2 separate regions of the Macaca fascicularis genome follow, and region 1 is linked to region 2. The links are chromatin contacts, called in public Hi-C maps. All regions are on one chromosome and are shown on one strand. The core of a region is the stretch at or near the end of the contact, and the rest is flanking DNA. Distances in the headings are between cores, read along the strand shown. Region 1 has its middle 160 kb from the start of TBL1XR1. Region 2 holds the start of TBL1XR1 (TBL1X/Y related 1).

Region 1 (2,700 bases), core at 134-2,633, 160 kb before region 2:
CTTAGGCAGAAACTCTAGGGTAGGAAGTCCGTTGCCCGCTGCGGAAGCTCAGAACCCAAAGCAAAGTGGCCCATGTCCTTCCCTAGCAAGGATCCCTATATTAGCCAGTTGTGTCTGGGAGAGGCTGAGGCAAAGACCAGAGGATCTGCTGGGCTAAAAACCGGAAGTGCTTAGAGACTGACGAGCTGCTTCATCTTGAGAACCAAAGAGACAGACTGGCAGGTTTGCATGCTCCTCTCTGAGCTGAAGGAAACCCCCTAGGTAAATAGTTCTCAGTTGGAAGCGAGTGCCCCCACCCTTCCCCACTTCAGCAGCTTCAGCCTCCAGACTCAACACATGCTGGACCATCTTGGAGGTCTGGTGCTCCAGGCCTCCCCAGCTGCCTGCACCTCCGAAAGGGGAAATGGGGGTGGGGTGGGAGGGCCAGGCCTGGGGAAGTGATTTTAGAAGTGCAAGTCTGGTGGGAGAGTTTTTCCTTCAGACCATCTGGAGGGAAGCAGTCATAATCTACTACAAGTTCTCCCGAAATGATCAAGTACACATAGGGAAATTGGTACATTGTTGAAAAACATGTCTGCTTTGCTTCCTTCTGGGGAGCTCTAAAGACTTGTATCAGTCAGAGATGACTCCCTGCTTGAGGTACACAGAGATTAAGATGAGGCCAAAGAACAGCTCTCTCGCCTTGTAATTCTCCAGGTAGCCAGTTTTCAGCTGGCTGCCATTTTTTGCAATTTAAGATGCTAAGAGAATTTAAATGACATCAGCCCTGTGTGTGTAAAGAAGGAAATAGCCTGCATAGCTAAACAGAAAAGGTACCATGTTGTATGAGCCTTTCACGTTTTTTAAGCTGGGGGGTGTGTGTGGGTGGGGGGTGTTTGTGTGTGTGTAGAACAAAAGTACAGTTGTCTATACAATTAGTTATTTAAGCTATTTCAAGTACCATTACAGCAAGGGGGAGGGGAGGGAACATCTAAAATACATTAAATTATTTTTAAAAACTCGTTCTAGAAAAAAGGAAATGCCAGAGTAGTAAGATAAGGAGTCTTAATTAGCAACAAATTCATCTATTTCCTTCCTCCAAAACTGAGACAGTCTTCTAAGGCAATTTGCTTGGAGAGCAGTTTTGCGCCATAAATCTGGGACATGTTTTTCATGTGTGTTTGTTTGCCCTGTGTGAGGCTTAAGAAAAACACAGCAACCAAACCATCCAGTTCAGCCCTGGAGGGAAAGACCTAGAAGACCTAATCACCCGTGATGGCGATTACATAACAGAGAATCGTGCGCGCGGGCGCGCACGCACACATACACACACACAGACACACACACACACACACACACACACACACACACACACACAGAGAGTCTCAAAAAAGAAAGAAAGAAAACCAGCCTTTGGCTTCCTGTCACAGAAGATGTCTCCTTTTTTTTCCTTTGTGAGGATCACTAAGAATGCTTCTTAAATACCAAGTGGATGTCTTTGGTAGAAATAGAGGTCACTTAAGGATGATTTATAAGTGCAGCCGAAGCCAAAATGAAGCATGTATCGATATCTAAAGTGCATCTGCATTTAGTGCAGCAAAGCTCATAATCTGTTTCTAATTTGTGCCCTGTGGATGCCCTCCCCACTAGGAAAAGGCCTGGCTCTGAGCAGCCGCCCCTCCCCGAGGCCGCCAAGCTCCCAGTTCAGGCCCTTTCTTGGGCAGCCGGAGTGCTCCTCTCTTAGATAATGCCAGGTACTCTGGAAAGTAGCCGTGTAATAATACACAAACCCCTGATGATGTCAGCGTGTTATTGACTTTCCAAGTCTGAATGACTGAGCAGAGGAGCGGGGGTGGGGCGCAATCCATCCGGCAGCGCGGAGACCGGCCAAGCGAAAATGGGCTCGCCAGCCTGGCGGGGGAGGGGCGGCTCGCAGCTGCCGCTGCTGCTTCGAGCTCCGGCTCTGCCGCCGCGGCGTCAGGGTCGTTGCCGCCCAGCCCAGGCGGGGCTTAGGTTCCCGCTCCTCCGATGTTTACGTTTGGTCAAAAACTCCTCAGGCAGAAATAACTAATGCCGCCCCCCGGAAGCTTATACCACGTGGCAGAGTGGGGTCACAAAGCGGGGAGCAGTGGCACGAAGGGGAAGGGGAGAAAGACCTCCCTGTTCCCTCCCCCACCCTGCAGGGGCCTTCCTCTTAGGCTGCAGAGCCAAGGGTCGCTCTCCGTGGTGGAGCTCCCTCTGCAGAAGACCCCCTGGAAAATTGCACCTCAGCAGTGGTGACATTTTATGGGCCATGATTTGCTGCATTTATGGCTCTGGTGGTGCAGGTGCAGAGTCGTAGGCTCCCGTTCTCACCCCGCAAATTGCTCACAGTGCAATCTGTCATCTTCAAGGCTAGGTGTGAACCGGGCAGGGTTGCCCTTAAAATGGAATTGCAGTTAAAGGCCGAGATCTGAAAGGAAGCGCTCCAACCCGGGCGTGGCTTTTCCCACCGGGTCTGGACTTTTCCTTCAGGCCCCGCCGTGCGTGCCCATCGGCTTGGCTGTCGCAGCTTGGGGGGACTGGGCGCCCCGGGCTCTGCCTGCCTGCAGAGCTCCAGTCCTTTCCGTTACAGGCCTGTGGAATCCTCCACCGAACAAGGCCTCGCGCTGGCCTCTGCCCCACCCCACTGCGAGGAGCTGCTCCTCCTCCGAGGCCTGTGGTTTTTCTCCCCGCAGAGTG
Region 2 (2,700 bases), core at 92-2,591:
CGTTTTAGGCCACCAGGAGTCCACACTGGTGCAAGTTACAAGTAGTGTGTGTGTGTGTGTGTGTGTGTGTGTCGCAAAACTTTAGGCTTCTGATACTGAGAGGAAATGATAGTCGCTTTAAAGTGATCGCTACATCTATTTTCAAATATTGTGATGAGAGCAGGAAAACAGTACCCTTCACCTTTAAGAAAAAGCTGCAAATATTATTTTGCTTTGAAGGCAGTAATAACCGAAATAACAAAAAGGTTTCAAGTCGTATCTTAATTAAAAGGGTGGCTGCTTCTCCAGTCCTGAGCTTATACAGAGCTCTAAGAAGCGCCCCACCCCATCTTTCTTAAAGTCTTAGAAAGATTACCACCCCATTTGCTTTAAAACCTGAAGTGCCTCCCTTCTTTAAAAACGACCCCCCTCAATCATACTGCCCACATTATCACTTATCAAAGGTACACTTTATAAACAGCCTTGCTGTGCTTCACACATGCAAAAAGTATACAAAGTGGGTAAACTTCTACTGTGGATGCCACCGTGGAGGTATATGTTTAGTAAACATTTAGTTACATTATTTTATTTTTGTGAAATAAGAACTGATCGACCAAACCTTTCAAACAGACCCACCAGATGATAAATACCACCATATGCTTGATTCACAGTACATTTGGGCATAAACACTTCAATTACAGCTTTGTGTTTAGTATCAAAAATCCTTTCTTGTGTGCGTGTTTTCTCTCCAGATCCCGTGCTCTGGATCACATTTTGAAAGTCGCTTAATACAGATAAAGCACCTTTCCAGGTACGCTTCCGAGAACCATATGTATTTACGCACACAAAGGTGTGCACAGAGATTTTCACAAACAAATGTCCATATGATGCCGCGCCGCGCTCCCGCACATGCCCGCCGCGTGTGCGCCCAGCCCCCAGCGCCGCCGGGCCGCCCCCCGGACACGCGGAAGCCCGCGGCCTCCTTGGGAAACTTCGCCAGCGGCTCCACCCCGGCCACCGCGCGGGCCTCCCCGCCCCCACCCGTCTCGGGCCCAGCGGCCCACACCCGAGCACACTCAGGCCAGCCCGCGGCGGTGGGGGCGGGGCGGGCGGCCCGGGGCCCCGAGGCGCCTGTGAGTGCCCGCGGGGCTCGCCTGATTTTTAAAAAGAATGCGCCGCACAGCCCAGCCCCCAGCGCCGCCGGAGTGGGCCGGGAGGGAGAGGAGCGCGGCCGCTGGAGTCCCCCCCGCCGCGCCGCCGCCGCCACCGCCTCCCCGCGTCCGCGGCGCCCCTCCCCCGCCGGCCCCTCCCCCGCGCGCCCGCCCGCTCGCCCGCCCGCCCGGCGCAGGCCGCTCGGGTTTGTTTTGCTGCGCGGCCGCCGCCGCCGCCGCCGCCGCCGCGGGCCTCGCGAGCTCATTTGTGCCTGGCTGGTCCCCATTCCTCTCTCCCTAGTGTTGAGTGTCTGAGCCGTTGGCTGCTCCGAACCGTTTGGCTCTTTCCCTTAGTAACAGCTTTTACCTTCTGCCTCAATTCCTCTCCCCGCTCGCGCCCTTCCCCCGCGCGCCGCCTCCCCCCGCCGCCGGCCGCGTGCGCCCCCGCCCCTCCCCCAGCGGCGGGAGCACCTCCGCTCGCCACCTGGGGACCCGCGCCGCGCTCCCCGCCCCCGCCCTCCCGGCGCCCATCCCCCGCGCCCTCCGCTCGCTGGGGTTATAATTGCCTCTCACCCCCCGGAGGGGTTATTTTGGGGGTGGTTGGAGGCGGTGGCGGCGGCGGCGAGGAGGGGAATTTCCTAGTGCCTCCATTCCCGGGAGGGGGGAGCGGCGTTGGAGGCCACCGTTTCCAGGTAAGCGCTGGGGGCCGGACCCCGGAGTGGGGGCGGTCGCGGGCCTGGGCGGGGGGCGCGGGCCAGAGGCGGCCGGGGGCGCTGGGCCGCGGGGGATGGGCGCGAGTGGAACATGCATTTTTCAACTTGGCCCTTGGGGGAACTGGGCTTGCGTGGGGGGAGGGAAGGCAGGGAGGGCACTTGGGGCGCCCCCATCCCCCCGTTTTCCTCTCTCAGGTTTCTTTGAAATGCTCACGTGCCTGCCCACCCCCTACCCTTTCCTGGTCTCGGGGGATCCTCACCCTAATTATGTTGTCCCCGAAAATGTGCACCTCGGCCTTCTCCCCCTCTTTCTCCCTTCGTGCATTTACACCCCCTTTTTGTGCGTGTGTGTATGAGGGGGGGGGAGGCTTTTAGGAAAGGATTTGCAGCAAATTGAATCAAGGAGCCATCATGAGGCCGACTCCTTTATAGCCTATTTTTAGCAGAGGAGAAGGAGCTTTTCGGTGTATGCTATTTTGTGAAACCTCGGGCGGCAATGGAAATCTCCCCTCCCCAGGCGCGTCCCCGGCCCGGGCGCGGCGACCCCGGCCGGCGTGCTAGGGGCTGCGGGCGGCTGTTGGGGCCGCGCGTCCGGGGCGGGGGCGCCGGCCGGGGGAGGGGCGCGCGGCAGCCAGGCCTTGCTCCGGGACGTGTTTATTTGTAACTTAGTGCTTTCTATCGTCTTAAGGAGGTATTTGGTGGAGATTCTTTGAAGTTGGGTTCAGGAGTGTAGAATTGGCAAAGTTATTGTCAGCTTCCTGGTAAGTTTTGGGTGGCACAGAGTCACGTTATTTTCTGACAGTGTAAAGGCCACGTTGTGAGGGTGGTTTCTCGGTAACTTCCTCTTTGCAACCGAT

The links. Hi-C and Micro-C count contacts between places; a contact is called where the count stands out from the background.
Region 1: a contact with region 2 is called in a Hi-C map of liver, with 4 times the contacts expected there. The contact joins the enhancer-like site here to the promoter of TBL1XR1 in region 2. A contact is called at or near these places in 2 of 2 Hi-C or Micro-C datasets (liver and skeletal muscle).

What each region holds. Positions count from the first base shown.
Region 1 is chr2:89,081,149-89,083,848 of T2T-MFA8v1.1, reverse strand. No RefSeq gene overlaps it. Among named protein-coding and RNA genes, the nearest start is that of TBL1XR1, 160 kb to the right of the region's middle. Within about 2 kb of position 1,383, at least 6 of the 6 cell types and tissues checked have an H3K27ac peak or open chromatin away from gene starts, as enhancers often do. A contact at or near this core is called in liver, where this site is marked.
Region 2 is chr2:88,921,830-88,924,529 of T2T-MFA8v1.1, reverse strand. TBL1XR1 (TBL1X/Y related 1) reads left to right here and starts at 1,341. Exons shown (of 14, transcript XM_045386615.3): 1 at 1,341-1,822.